3 separate regions of the Macaca mulatta genome follow, and all the other regions are linked to region 2. A link is a contact called in public Hi-C data. All regions are on one chromosome and are shown on one strand. Each heading gives the region's core, a stretch centred on a gene start, on an enhancer-like site or on the middle of the called end of the contact. The rest is flanking DNA. Distances are from core to core; before and after follow the strand shown.

The links. A called contact is a pair of places that touch in the nucleus more often than the background predicts.
Region 1: a Hi-C map of cortical neurons shows a contact between it and region 2, with 4 times the contacts expected there. The contact joins the promoter of ARID4A here to the promoter of PSMA3 in region 2. A contact is called at or near these places in 4 of 14 Hi-C or Micro-C datasets (blood, cortical neurons, fetal cortex germinal zone and 1 more).
Region 3: a Hi-C map of liver shows a contact between it and region 2, with 5 times the contacts expected there. The contact joins the promoter of ACTR10 here to the promoter of PSMA3 in region 2. A contact is called at or near these places in 4 of 14 Hi-C or Micro-C datasets (CD4 T cells, blood, fetal cortex germinal zone and 1 more).

Annotation. Positions count from the first base shown.
Region 1 is chr7:131,421,263-131,426,019 of T2T-MMU8v2.0, reverse strand. It overlaps ARID4A (AT-rich interaction domain 4A), which reads right to left and starts at 1,844. Exons shown (of 24, transcript XM_015143784.3): 1 at 1,670-1,844; 2 at 515-577. The coding sequence starts at 520. It overlaps LOC144330261 (a long non-coding RNA gene), which reads left to right and starts at 2,244. Exons shown (of 4, transcript XR_013396282.1): 1 at 2,244-2,415; 2 at 4,547-4,666.
Region 2 is chr7:131,367,075-131,371,746 of T2T-MMU8v2.0, reverse strand. PSMA3 (proteasome 20S subunit alpha 3) reads right to left here and starts at 2,695. Exons shown (of 11, transcript NM_001260896.1): 1 at 2,622-2,695. The coding sequence starts at 2,642.
Region 3 is chr7:131,319,655-131,324,617 of T2T-MMU8v2.0, reverse strand. ACTR10 (actin related protein 10) reads right to left here and starts at 2,319. Exons shown (of 12, transcript XM_028851568.2): 1 at 2,176-2,319. The coding sequence starts at 2,252.

The DNA of each region.
Region 1 (4,757 bases), core at 595-3,094, 55 kb before region 2:
TGTTTTAAAATATTTACTGGAAAGATTTAACTGAAACTATTATTATAGTTCAACTTCAAATATTTTAGCCACATAAGTTCACTTTACACACAGAAGAAATGACACCTTCTTTACTTAATTACTTAATCCACGTACTCTTTCTTTTACAAAATCGCATTGGCACTGAGGAAGAAAAAAATTTTCGAAAAATCCCCCAAAGAACCAAAGCAGGACAAAAGCTTTACTTCTGCAAAGGTTGCTGCCAACACAGGAAGTGTTTAAAAATACTATCCGAATGGACAACAATTGAAAGGCTGCACCAGCCTTTCCAAAGTACTGCCACAGAGAGGGCCCAAACTCCGCATTTAGACACACAGATCATTTCTCACCCATTCAACACATCCTCCTATGCCGAAACTGCTGATCAGTAGGAACATCAATTTTGAGGAGCAAAACAAATGACATTCCACGGCACTAGCCTTACGACTGGCAGTGTCCAAGGCGCGAGGATCGGGGCAGCGTTGACTCCACTTACCTTCATTTTTGTTGGTGATCTGTGGGGTTCCAGCTCAGCGAGCTATCGTCGCAGTCGCTAGAACTACGGGGAGGGGGAAAGAGGCACAGACAGAATCAGTCAACTGCGGGGAGCGACCAAGGGAAAGAAAGTAAACAAACGCCAGCGGGGAGGGGCAGAATCCTCACCAGCCAAGGAACAAGACCCCTTCTGAGGGCAGCCAGGATGCAGGAGCGGAGGGGGCAACGAGAACCCCACGCGCGCCAAAGGGCAGCCCGTTCCGCCCCGGAGCTTGCCAGAGGCCCACCGCGCCCCCGCCTCGCTGGCCACTTTGACCCGGAATGCTGAACTCGGAGCCCCAGGACAGATAGCTCCGGAAAAGGGCAGGGCGCCGTTCGGGCTTCCCCAGGTCCCCCGCGGAGGCGACCGCCGAGCCTCCGCACCGCTGTCCCCTGGATACCCCGACTTCGGCCCGCGCCCCGCCTCCGCTGCTCGGCCCCCTCGGCCCGCCCCGGGCCCGCGGTGGCGGCAGCGGAGTGTCACGGCGCCATTGCTCTCCTTCCTTTGCTCTGCACCATATCAGGAAGGAGAAGCGCTCCTTCACCCAAAGGGGCAGGGGCCGCGGCCTTCAGCCGGGAGCCGCCAGAGCCCCGGGAGACCCGCGCGGGGGAGGGGGCGGGGGACTGAGGGGAGGAGGAGGGGAGGTGGCCCGGACAGGGTGTGGGAGGGGAGGGGAGCCGCACCGCAGCAGCCGCTGCCTCCTCCCAGCGCCCGCCTCAACTTTTTGTACAGCCCAGAGACGTATCAGCTCGCAGCCCCTCGAGTCCTGCCACGGACTCCGCAGAGGTGGACGCGCCGCGGAGTTGGGGAACGGCTCCCCCAAGCAGCCCGCTCCTCACGGCGCGGAAGCAAACTTAGCGGCGCGGCCAGCCCCACAGCCATTTTCCCGGGAACCCGGGGAAGCGGACGAGGCGGCTGCAGCTGCGGCGGCGGTTCCTGCAGTTGCTGCCGCTGCTCCATGGCTGGCCCCTTCTCTTGCGCTCGCCGCGCCACTTGCCTAGCATCCCTCTCCCCACCTCCGAAGCTTCCAACTGCACCGGGACCCCGGGCAGCAGCAGCTGCTGCCACTGCCGCTTCATCCATTCAGTATCCCCCGATTCCCCTCTCCCCGCCTACCAACTGCGGGTGAAGTGCGCACTGTCAGCTCCAGAGTCCTCCTCCCCTCTGACCTCCGTGGGCCCCCGTCCGGGCAGCACCACTCCCAACCGCGGCTGCAGTTCCTGCGCCCGGTTCCCCACTCGCCCCGATTTACTGCCACAATCCACCGAATAACAAGCTGTTGAGCAGACTCGCTTCTACACGAACTCCTATTGGCTGTTCATGACGCCGAAGAGCTTCGGATAGGACCTCGCTACCTGCCGTCCTCATTGGATGTAGCTCTGAAACTTCATGGATTGGTGCGAAAAACAGCAGGTAGGACATCTTCCACTTATGATTGGCTTTTTCCGAAGACCAACGTTATTGGAGAGTTGGTTATTGAGTAAGCAAGTCTTGAGAAATGATTGGTAGAGACGACTCCGGATGTGCTTGACTGGGCACTGATTGGTGAATTGAGGGGTCAGGAAGAGCAGTTCGGCACGAGGATTGGCGGCGGAGTGTCCCATGGAAACGGAACCCAGAATTGCAGCCAGGGGCTTGCACGGGGGCGGGGCAGGGTCTTTCCAAGGCGCCTGCGCTAAACCAGGTTCTCGGCGCCATTTTGTCTCGGCAGCGGTCGCCGTAGCTCCATCGCATTTTATGTTTCTGGCAAGAAGGGAACGGAGTTTTCATCAGGTAGATTGGTTTTTGTGCGTCCGTCCTCCACCGTTTCCTCCAGGACAGCACCTAGTCTTGGCCGGAGGAGTCTCAGAGCTGTCAGAAAGGTCAGTTGGAGGCTATGGTTGTCCGATTGACTGGGGGGGATGGCGCAGCCCTAGCGGCACCGGCACCGGAAGTGAAGGGGCCGCAGGAAGCCATGGTAAAAGTTCTCCTTGCGGCGGGGTGGGGAGAAGGGGCGGGATGAATGGGGGCGAGGCTTCCTCTCCCGCCGAGAGAAAGAGGTGGAGGAGAGGCAAAAGTCTTTCTTGGCGGTGCTTTTTCGGGCTTTCGAGAATGTGAGAGATTTTCTGAATTCTGCCTCTGTCTGAGCAGTCTTTCCTGTCTTTGGAAGTGCATTTTGGATACTTGCCATATTCTCCACCTGATTGGCACAAACTATGGGAGTCTCCTTAGTTAAGACAGGTCAGAAGTGATTCTTGGAAACATTCTGCATGGGTAGAGGTTTCCGCGTGCTCCTCACGCGAAAAAGCTATGAGGAAACTGGAGAAAGCGCTGGCTTTTTGGATGCTGAGGAATTTACTTGCCAGCACAGACGGTGCTTCTGTGACCTTAGACAAGCGTCTGTGTCACTCTGCGCGAGGCTTATGCTGCTTTTTGAAAGGAAAGATTGGTTGTGCAGGGACTGAAAACATCTTAAAAGGACGTCCCCGATAAGATAGACGTTGGTCTTGTTCTGTTAACATTTTGTATTCTGTTAAACGAAACATATTTTTAAATAGTGGAATTGGAGTATAAATTGGCTAGTTGTTTTATAGAATGGAGTAATTTTTTAAATGTGACATAGCGTCCGTAATCCACGTGGACTAAGATTTCTCAGTAAGAAAACTAAGCAGAATCAGTTTTTTATTCGTAACAGTGATTTTGCTCAAAAGTATTCATAAAAAAGTGAAAGGCATGTTGGCATTTCTAGTGAGTGACCTAGTCATACTGGATAGATCCCAATAGTTACCCTCAGTACCTCTGTTTTAAACCCTGCTGCTGTATTGGTGGGGCCCAAGACTAGAAAATGATTGTGTGACTTAACAGTGACTGGGTTTTTTGGCAGTCGTGCTGAAAAAAAACAGAACATCTCGGTGATTACTGAGGTGAGTCATAATGTCTAAAAATCCTTAGAATTGCGGGAGACCACCTGGAAAAACTTTATGTGGATTAGTAAAGGAATACTAGAATGGAAAAAAGGGTAGTTGAAAGATGTTTTGTTAGGTCAGATTCAAATGAGTCTGTAATTAGCTTCCTGGTGTAATATTTTAGAATGAAATCGGAAAATTAGGACATCCTTATGGACTTGTTTACCCATTTTCGTGGTTCTTATTTCTGGACTTTGAAGTACCTAATGTTTTTATCATAAAACATTATGCGTATTTTTGAGATTCCTCCCCGCCCCCGCCTATTTAAAAATTTCTTATATAGAAAAGATCTTGTAAATAGGAGTGTTTAGGAGTGAAGCAGGTTTTTTGGTTTTGTTTTGTTTTGTTTTTGAGACAGAGTCTCTCTGTCATCCAGGCTGGAGTGCAGTGGCGCAATCTCGTAGGAGTGAAGTTTTTTAAAAGAGCTTATAAAACAATGTATTACTGAACTTTTTAGAGGGTAAGAATCTATAATTCCACTATCAAAGTCTAAACTGTTATTATGGAATCCAAATAATGGATGGACATTTGGAAATTACTAAAAAGCCCAAAGAAGAATACAAAAATCTCTTCCCTCCACCAAAAGGTAGTTACAGTTTTTACTATAGTTAAATATTATACAAAAGGATTTGTCTTTTTTGTGTTGTTTTACAAAATATTCTAGTTTTGTTCATGTTCTTACCATTATTTTTCTTTATCGAAAACATTGGGAACATTGGAAATATTTTATCGTAAAGCATCTTTTATGTCTTCGTAGTGTGTTGTGGGATAAATATACCGTAATTTATGTAACCTGTTTACCTGTATATAATGGCAGAAATATGTCAACGAATATCCTTGTACATGTTTTGCAAAATATTGTCTTAGAAAGTCATTGCAAAAGTAATCGTGGTTTTTGCATTATTGGAGTTTGCCATTTGATGTTGGACTACATTGTTAAATAAATGTGGTTATGTTATATATCATTTTAATGGGCATTTCTTACTTTGTTTTTTTGGTAATGACTTACTACTTGCTGTTCATTTTATTTTATTTTATTTTATTTTAGGGACAGTTGCGCTCTTTCACCAGGCTGGAGTCAGTGGCGCAGTCTCGGCTCACTGCAACCTCCTCCTCCCGGGTTCAAGCGATTCTCCTGCCTCAGCCTCCTGAGTAGTTGAGACTGCAGGCACGTGCCACCACACCGGCTGATTTTTTGTATTTTTAGTAGAGAAGGGGCTTCACCAGGTTAGCCACGATAGTGTCGATCTCTTGACCTC
Region 2 (4,672 bases), core at 1,446-3,945:
TGCTAGAGATACAGCAGTAAATCAGAAAAGGCACTAAGATGAAAATAAAAGAGTAAAGCAATGGAAGGAACTACTACAGACTACATCATCAGGGAAGGCCTTCTGGGGCAGTAATATTTAGGCTGAGTCAAACCTAAATGACAAGAAGCTAGCCATTTAAGATATGAAGGAAAAGCCTTCTTGGCATTTGGCACAAAGATCTTAGGGTAGAAATAAGGCTAGCACAGTCAAGAAACAGAAGTAACGTCACTGTGTCCCGAGCACTGTAAGCAGCAGAAAGAAGAGTAGACTGTGTTAGTGAGGTAGCTGTGGGTCAAATTATGTTGGGTCTTCCAGGCTGCAATAAGGACTTTGTATTTTATTCTAAATGCAACGAGGAATTTAAGCAGGGGGAGTGGTATGATCTACATTTTAAAAAACATCATTCTGGCTTTATGTGGAAAATGAATTCTAGAGAGAACAACAGAAGCAAAGATAAGGTGTTCCAAAGATAGTGGTACTAGCTTAGACAAGAGAAGAGGTAGAAGGGAATACTTTTTCAGAGTATAGTAAAAAAATAAAAATAATAAAAATAAACTTGCGAGGCCGGGCATGATGGCTCATTCCTGTAATCCCAGCACTTTGGCAGGTCGAGGCAGGCTGATCACGAGGTCAAAAGATCGAGCCCATCCTGGCAAACATGGTGAAACCCCGTCTCTACTAAAAATACAAAAATTAGCTGGGCGTGGTGGTGTGCACCTGTAGTCCCAGCTACTCGGAAGGCTGAGACAGGAGAATTGCTTGAACTGGGAAGCGGAGGTTGCAGTGAGCCAAGATCGTGCCACTGCACTCCAGCCTGGCGACAGAGCAAGACTCCATCTCAAAAAATAAAAAAAAAAAAACTTGCTAAAGCGTTGGTTCTGGAAGTAAAAAAAGGAATTAAAGATGAATCACAGATGTTTTCATATGACCATTCACTGAGCTGAAGACTGTAGTAGATGCAAAATGGCAAGGTAAGGAGAAAACCCAGAGCTCTACTTTGACATGCAGTACAAAATAAACAATCAAGTGGACAGACGTGTCAAGCAGACAAACAATTATTCATATCTGGAGTTCTTGGGAGAAATGAACACAGAAGATAAGCCTTCAACAGTGGTACTTTCTGAGTCTGTTTCCTGATCTGTTTTTTTTTTTTTTTTTTTTTTGATTCGGAGTCTCGCTCTGTCGCCCAGGCTGGAGTGCAGTGGCCGGATCTCAGCTCACTGCAAGCTCCGCCTCCCGGGTTCACGCCATTCTCCTGCCTCAGCCTCCCGAGTAACTGGGACTACAGGCGCCCACCACCTCGCCCGGCTAGTTTTTTGTATTTTTTTAGTAGAGACGGGGTTTCACCGTGTTAGCCAGGATGGTCTCGATCTCCTGACCTCGTGATCCACCCGTCTCGGCCTCCCAAAGTGCTGGGATTACAGGCTTGAGCCACCGCGCCCGGCCTCCTGATCTGTTAAACCCAGATCATTAACCCTACCATTGTTACTAAAATATCCCACATGGTTATATTATCAAGTATTCTTTAAAAGGTTTGTAGAATGAAATACTATTAATTGAAGGTAATAATATAATTGCAAAGTCAGTTTGCTACAAGATTATTGAGCATTTACTTATCTAAGAAAAGTATGGCAGAACTTTAGCATTCATAACCGAATGGATTAAACCATTCCAGACATAAATTGCCTATTATCAAATTTAGAACACCAGTACTTGAACTTAAGGCTGAGCATGAGAATCTTGTTAAGTAGAAATTGAGGAACTGAGAAACTCATTATTCAGTAACTCTAGTGCAAATAACCAATAAATCTTGTAGAAACTGTATTTTCTATATAGAGTACATAAAAGGAGTAAACTGCACATATACATACGTTTAACAAAGGAAAACCAAACAAGTTAACAAGTCCCACTGCAAAATCCTCAACAGTCTATCAAAAGTCTGAAGCTGTTAAGTTCCTAAGTAACCACTTAAACGTTTACGGGATAAATGCCTACAAGTGCTGTTAGGTACTTTGTATAGGAAAAACAAGGACAAAGGAAAAACTGAAGGATTCATCAGATTTAGTTATTCAGATCATTTTTATTAGTTCTGTTCCGACAGGGTTTCCAGTGACTCTTAAACTGAGCGGTCGATGATCTGCACACTTAAAGACAGAGAAGGCCCGTGAATCAGCAGCAACCTGGGAACTGCAAACGCAGTCCACAGAAAGCACGATCTCCAGACCGTGGAATCCCAAATCTCACTGCCTCGGTGGTTCTCAAGAGAACACACTATTTCAAGCCCCACGAGTTTCCACTTTCGGTTTCCCTAAGTGGCTGAAGAAAGTGACTCAGCAATCCAAAGCTGCTCCAAACCTCACCGCGGCGACGCCAAGCCAGCTACACCTGGGCTGAAAAGCTTCAGGAGTCATGGTCACCTGAGACGCAGGCCTAGCATATAGGGGATAAAGACGACCGGTCTCCAAACAGCTGCAAGTGGCCCACCCAGCCGAAGGCGGTCTTAGAGCACCCCAGGTCCGCGAAACCCTTGTGGTCTGTCCCAGTTCCCTTCAACCCCAAGCCTTAGGTTAAACTATCACACCCAGAGACAGCAAACTCACCCCGGTGCCGATGGAGCTCATCGTGCTAAACCCAACTGGACGCGTAAGGATTCCAGGCCTAGAGCGCTTCCCCTACACCACAGGATGCCGCAAACTAGTAACAGACCCGCTCATTGGCTGCATCGCCAACCAATAACCTTTTTCTCTGTGGCTCGTTCCGCGGCTCCGGCCCCCAGGACCAGGAGTATTGTGGGAAAGAAGCGGGACGCTAGAGGCTGGCGGCGCGCATGTTCAGAAGCAATAGAGGCGGGGTTGGGGAAAGCAAAGGCTCCGCCTTTAGTTCACGTACTTTGAGTTTTTGGCGTCGTTTTATCTGAGAAGCTGCTCTATTCCTTTCCTAGGAATTATTATTTATCTTTTTATATTATTATTCCCTCCTCGTCACTGTATTCTGTCTTTAAGCAAAAGGGAGAGATGCTCGTATACTCACAAAGAATAGAAAAAGCAGTAGGGGCGAAGTAACCTGTCTTCCTCCGCGTCCCCATCCTGACCTAGAATCTTGATGGCATCCACCTCACCTTCTTATGCCAGGCTCTCGGGAAGTTTCGCTTCAAGGGTATCGTCTTTGAATTCAGCTTGGAATTTTACACAAGTATTAGTACTCTTTCTATGAGTATAACGCTTTTTGGTAGAGTTAAAGATATGTCTGATTAAAGATATTTATTGAGCGCTAATGTATTCCACGTGTTCAAGAAAAAACTGTAAACAGAACATACCACCGTTTCTAATGGAATTTACATTCAGTAGGAAGAAATAGATAACGATAAATAAGCAAAATAGTAAGAAGGAAGAGTGCTTTAATAGAGAATGGAGGTACTAACTTTAGGCAGTGTGCTCAGGGAATGACTTTCTAAGTGAGTGATATTTAAAATAGGATAACAAAAGAGTGGTTGAGGGAACAGTAAAAAAACTTGGCTTGCGCTAGGAACTGTCACGTCAGAGTGACCCCTCATTAAGTGGGGAAGAGTGACGGGAAGAGAACAAGTGCACATGACAGCAAATCTTGAAGTGGTTTGAATTTTAATCCGATTGTAAATAGGGCATCAGCCTTTTTTTACTCCTAAATATTAATACGTCAGTGTGTATTTCCCCCCCAACACAGGAGCATTATTTTACATAGACACAGTATTATTGTGAAAATTAGAAAACTAGCAATACTGTGATCTATCAACTTTCTTTTTTGGGGGCGGTAATTTTCCCTATAAAGTCCTTCATAGCTAAAGAAAATCCAAGATCACACCTTGCATTCAGTTGTCTGCTTTAGTCTGGAAAATAGCTGCTTAGTATTTCTTCAGGTTTTTTTGTTTGTTTGTTTTTGAGACGGAGTTTCGCTCTGTCGCCCAGGCTGGAGTGCAGTGGCGCGATCTCCCGCTCACTGCAAGCTCCGCCTCCCGGGTTCACGCCATTCTCCTCCCTCGGCTTCCCGAGTAGCTGGGACTACAGGCGCCCGCCACCACGCCCAGTTAATTTTTTGTATTTTTTAGTAGAGACGGGGTTTCACCGTGTTAGCCAGGATGGTCTCGATCTGCTGACCTTGTGACCCGCCCGCCTTGGCCTCCCAAAGTGCTGGGATTACAGGCGTGAGCCACTGCGCCCAGCAGTATTTCTTCAGTTATCATGACATGAAGATTTTCGAAGAATACAAACCATTTATTTTGTAGAATATTCCTTAATTTAGGTTTGATTTTTTTGTTGTTATTTGATTAAAGTGATGCATTTGTGGCAGGAATACTACAGAAATGACCTTGTATTCATTCATGTCAGAGCATTGTATTAGGGACATGATGTTAGTTGTTTTATTGCTGATAATGTTAACTTTGATCACTGGCTGAAGATTTATCCCTGATAATGTTTCTACTTTTACCTTTGTAATTAGTATCTTGTGAGGAAATACTTTGAGAATATGTACACGTCCTGTTTACGCCTCAACATTTCACTCATTAATTCTAATATCTGATGATTCTTGTTTGAATTTATTATTACAATGGTTGCCAAATGGTGATTTTCTAATTCCGTCATTCCTTTCACATTTATTACTGGTTTTCTACTGT
Region 3 (4,963 bases), core at 1,070-3,569, 47 kb after region 2:
AAGTAGCTGGGACTACAGGCGCCCACCACCACGTCCGGCTAATTTTTTTTTTGTATTTTTAGTAGAGAAGAGGTTTCACCGTGTTAGCCAGGATGGTCTCGATCTCCTGACCTCGTGATCTGCCTGCCTCGGCCTCCCAAAGTGCTGGGATTACAGGCGTGAGCCACTGTGCCTGGCCAACTTTTTTCCTAGTTGTTAATTTTAGCAGGATTTTAGGCAAGACATATCTACAACTCTGAATCTGTACTACATTATATGACTTCATTCATATAATTCATCTCTATCACTCATAATTCCATCATTCTAATATTGTTAGCTCCCATATTGGTGTATTCACTTTCAGTCTTCTTATGATTATGCATACATATTTGACATAGTTATAGTCACACTTCATACATAATTAATTCATATGGTAAGCTTCTGCCCATATTAACGTAATCTTCATTGCTATCATTTTCACTTTTTTTTTTGGGGGGGGGGCAAGGTCTCGCTCTGTCGCCCAGGCTGGAGTGCAGTGGCACAAACTCAGCTCACTGCAGCCTCCGCCTCCCAGGCTCAAGCGATCCTTCCCCCTTGGCCTTCCAAAGTGCTAGGATTTCAGGCACAACACTATGGCCGGTTAAACCTTGCATTTTTTGTAGAGCTGGGTTTCCTCATGTTGCCCAGGCTGGTCTCGAACTCCTGGGCTCAAGTGATCGGCCCGCCTCAGCTTTCCAAAGTGCTGGGATTACAGTATCATTTTTAAAACTGCATATTTCATTATTTTAAAAATGATGCTCTTGAGTATTTAGCTATTTCCAGTTTTGTTTCATGTTAGTAGAACAAAATTTTGCTAAAAACGTTGCTAAAAATGATCATCATACTAGTTTAGTCTTAACACCCTGTCTTCTTGTCCTGTCTAGTTTTTGGTACTGCTCTCCTCGTATTCCCAAATAATTATCTCCATCTCCTCCTATTCCCATCTCCATGTTTACTTGCATCAGTGCTCCTCAAACATCTCAGAATGCAAGCCATTAGACTTCAATTTCTTTTTTTTACTTCATATATTTATCTTATCATCCTCCTGCTGTATTATTCAAATATAGCTTTTTGCTTATTTCTTCCAAGTACGGCCAAAATAATTATCTTTGAATAGAAGCCTCAAATTATTTTGCTTTCAAAATAATTTTTATAAGAAAATATACATAAGGAAGGGTCTTGCATAAAACAATAAGAGAATGTCATTAACCAAGGACTATGTTTAATCCAATTCTGGAGTTCCTGAGGTCCAATTTTTAAATAGGCTCTTTTAAACACTTAGTGAATAAACAGTTATTAAATACCTACTATACGTCAGGAAGTGCCTAGAGATACAAAAAGATTTTTCAAATGTTTCATTTTCATAAACACATATATCATGTAATTGCCTGTTACTTCCCTCTCTGTTGAGCCCATCACAAAGACTCTTAATCTGGAGTCCCAGGACCACAATGACTGTCTGCCAATTCCCTGAAACTGTGTGTAAATATCTTAGGGTTTGTGCATTTGTGGTTTTCATCCAGCCATTAAAGAGAACTATGCCATCCGAAGGGTCGAGAAACTCCTCTCTAGTGTTTACACGCTGGTTTGTTTAAAACATGTCAAAGCTAACCTTAGAGTTTAGGGGAGCCAACAAAGGATTTCCAGAGTGTTATCTGTAGGGTTTCACCTCTTAATGTGCCCAGTCTCCCTAATTCTTGAGGAGCGATAGCCCTGTCTTAATAATCTTTGCATTTTCAGCACCAAAATAAGCTCCGTTCAATATTTTATGATGAAATTCGTCATAGAACATTTACATTCCGTTGGCTGCCTTCCTCATCTGATGAGCCCAGGGTAAGCGGGGTCTAGGTCACGGTTGTCACCCCCTACCCAGATGATTCCAAAGGGTTTGTTGGGTTTGGGGTGATGACAAGGGGCGGCGACGAGGGCAATTCAATCGAAGCTTCCTGGGCCTCTTTGGGAGTCAGACCCCGATCCTCGAATTCGCATTGCCCATGGAGGAAATAATAAGGGTTGTTATTTACAAGGGCGCTGGTTGAAGAAAAGGGAAGGCCCGGAGCTGCCCAGCAAGTCGGCGATGAGGACCCAGGCAGTGCCTGGGGCTCGGCCACCCGCCCTCCCCTCGGGTCGAACACAGCTGGCGTCACGGCCACTCACTTGGTAAAGGCCTCTCCCAGGTCGATCACGACCGCCGTCTTCTCTCCGCCGCTCCCTAGGCCCTCGTAGAGCGGCATGGTAGGAAGGAAGACTGAGAGAAGAGGGTCGCAGGCTCCGCCGCGAACAAGCTTCGGCGCTCGGGGGGCGGGGCCGGGGCTCCGGCGCTCGGGCGTCGGCGACGGCGGGGGCCACGAGCGGCGGCGGTGCGCCGGACCCGGGCTGTCCCAGGCTGTGCCTCACCCCGCGTTGGACCAAAACTCGCAGGTGCGGCCGTCTCCAGGACTAGGGGAAAAGAGGCGCTGGCAGGCGCGAATCCGAGTGCGGGTGTGCGGAGGCCGCGGCGATCAGGCGCGCCGGGCGCCCCGAGGGGGCGGAGCCAGCCTCCCTGTCATTCCCGCCCACCACGCCCCAAAGCCGCACCCACGCGCGGCTGTGAAGAGGTTCGGTCTCAGCTCACTGTGAAAAGGTCCCTGAGGACCTGGCGGTGCAGGGGTCCACGAGAGACGACGCAAACCCGAAGCTCTGATTCACGCTCTTGGGGGCAAAAGATGCTGAGCCCCTATTCTGTGCTAGGCGTTTTGCGTAATATTTAATCTTCTCAAGAAATACCAAGAATATGTGTTTTCTTATCCGTGGGAACCGACGCTCAGAGAGATTAACTTTCCCGGCGTCCCACGGTAGAGCCAGGAGCAAACCCGCAGACTTCCTAATTGCAAAGCCTATGCTACTGATGCTTTAGAGAATAATACGTACAGACCATGCTTTAGTTAGTAGTCTTTCTGAAAGTTTTTATTTTACTCCAGAATTAAGCTAAAGTAGCATCGTGAATCTTGAATCTATCTATGGAGGAGCGGTCGGGATGGTTTAGTAGAAGGAGCATTGAAGCAAAGGCCTCTATTAGGTTGGTGCAAAAGTAATTGCTATTTTTGTCGTTACTTTTAACGTTTACATTACTGTTTACATCTTTGTCAGTTCACAGCTTTCTGTGAAAATATTTTTTTCTGCAAATATTAGCTCTAACTGTATCTATGCATAGGAGTGGAAAAGACTGTCAAAGGAGAGGCTCTACAATAAGAAAAGAGGTTCAAGGGTAAATCGGTGAGGAATAGCAACATTTAGCTGATGTACTGGGTTGAACGTCCCTCCAAAATTCTTGTCCACTGGGAACCTCAGAAAGTGACCCTATTTGGAAATAGATTATTGGCAGATGCAATCAAGTTAAGATGAGGTTATACTGTATTAAGATGGTCCCAACTATCCGAGCGCAGTGGCTCACACCTGTAGTCCCAGCACTAAAGCGGGAGGATCCTTAAGCCCAAGAAGTCTAAGGCTGTAGTGAGTCAGGATTGTGCCGCTGCACTCCAGCCTGGGCAACAACAGAGTGAGAGCTTGTCTCTCTCAAAAAAAAAAAAAAAAAAAAAAAAAAGGCCCTACTCCAATGGTTGGTAACAAGAGTTAGTGGGGTAGTTGGGGATAAGCTATTTCCATAACAAAAACTAATGCCGTAACAATGCAGAAATTTGGAATGCGATATTAGTAAAATTCATGTTTAAGTCCAAATTACTGATCAGTGATCCTCCTTGAAAGCAAATTGCTGGAGTTAGGAGGATGAAGTTCGAGTTATGATGGGGAAGAAAACTGTAAGAAATGTGGGAAAAGATTAAATTTTTTGCTTAATAGGGTCAGAGTATTTGAATAGGACCCCTCACTTGGGTTCAGATTCTGTTTCTGCCACTTTCTGTCAAGTCCCTAATACCTCTGATCATCCACTTCCTTATCGGTAAACTGTTCTGCTGCTTCACAAGGTATTTGTAAGGATCAATTTGGAATTATGTTTCTGAAACTATTGAAATGATGAAGTGTTGTTATTACCCATTCTATGTTTTCCATGACAGCTCACCAGCTGTATTTGTTTCCTAGGGACTGCTGTAACAAAGTACCACAAATGGTGGTTTGAGGCAACAAAAATTTATTCTTTCACACTTCTGGAGGTGAGAAGTCAGAAATCAAGGTGTCAGCAAGAGCAAGGTCATGCCCTCTTTGAAGGCTCTTGAGGAGGATCCTTTCTTTCTTTCGGTAAACTGTTCTGCTGCTTCACAAGGTATTTGTAAGGATCAATTTGGAATTATGTTTCTGAAACTATTGAAATGATGAAGTGTTGTTATTACCCATTCTATGTTTTCCATGACAGCTCACCAGCTGTATTTGTTTCCTAGGGACTGCTGTAACAAAGTACCACAAATGGTGGTTTGAGGCAACAAAAATTTATTCTTTCACACTTCTGGAGGTGAGAAGTCAGAAATCAAGGTGTTAGCAAGAGCAAGGTCATGCCCTCTTTGAAGGCTCTTGAGGAGGATCCTTTCTTGTCTTTTTTTTTCCTTTTTTTTTTTGAGCTGGAGTCTCAGTCTGTTGCCCAGGTTCGATCTCAGCTCACTGCAGCGTCTGTCCCCCGGGTTCAAGTGATTCTCCTGCCTCAGCCTCTCGAGCAGCTGGGATTACAGGCGCCTGTCACCACACCCGGCTATTTTTATTTTTATTAATTTTTTTTATTTTTAGTAAAGATGGGGTTTCACCATGTTGGCCAGGCTGGTCTCAAACTCATAACCTCAGGTGATCCGCCTGCCTTGGCTTCTCAAAGTGCTGGGATTACACCGCGCCCAGCCCAGCCTTTTTTTTTTTTTTTTTTTTTTTTTTTGAGGCACAGTTTCGCTCTTGTGGCTCAGGCTGGAGTGCAATGGCGTGATCTCAGCTCACCACAACCTCAGCCTCCTGGGTTCAAGCGAGTCTC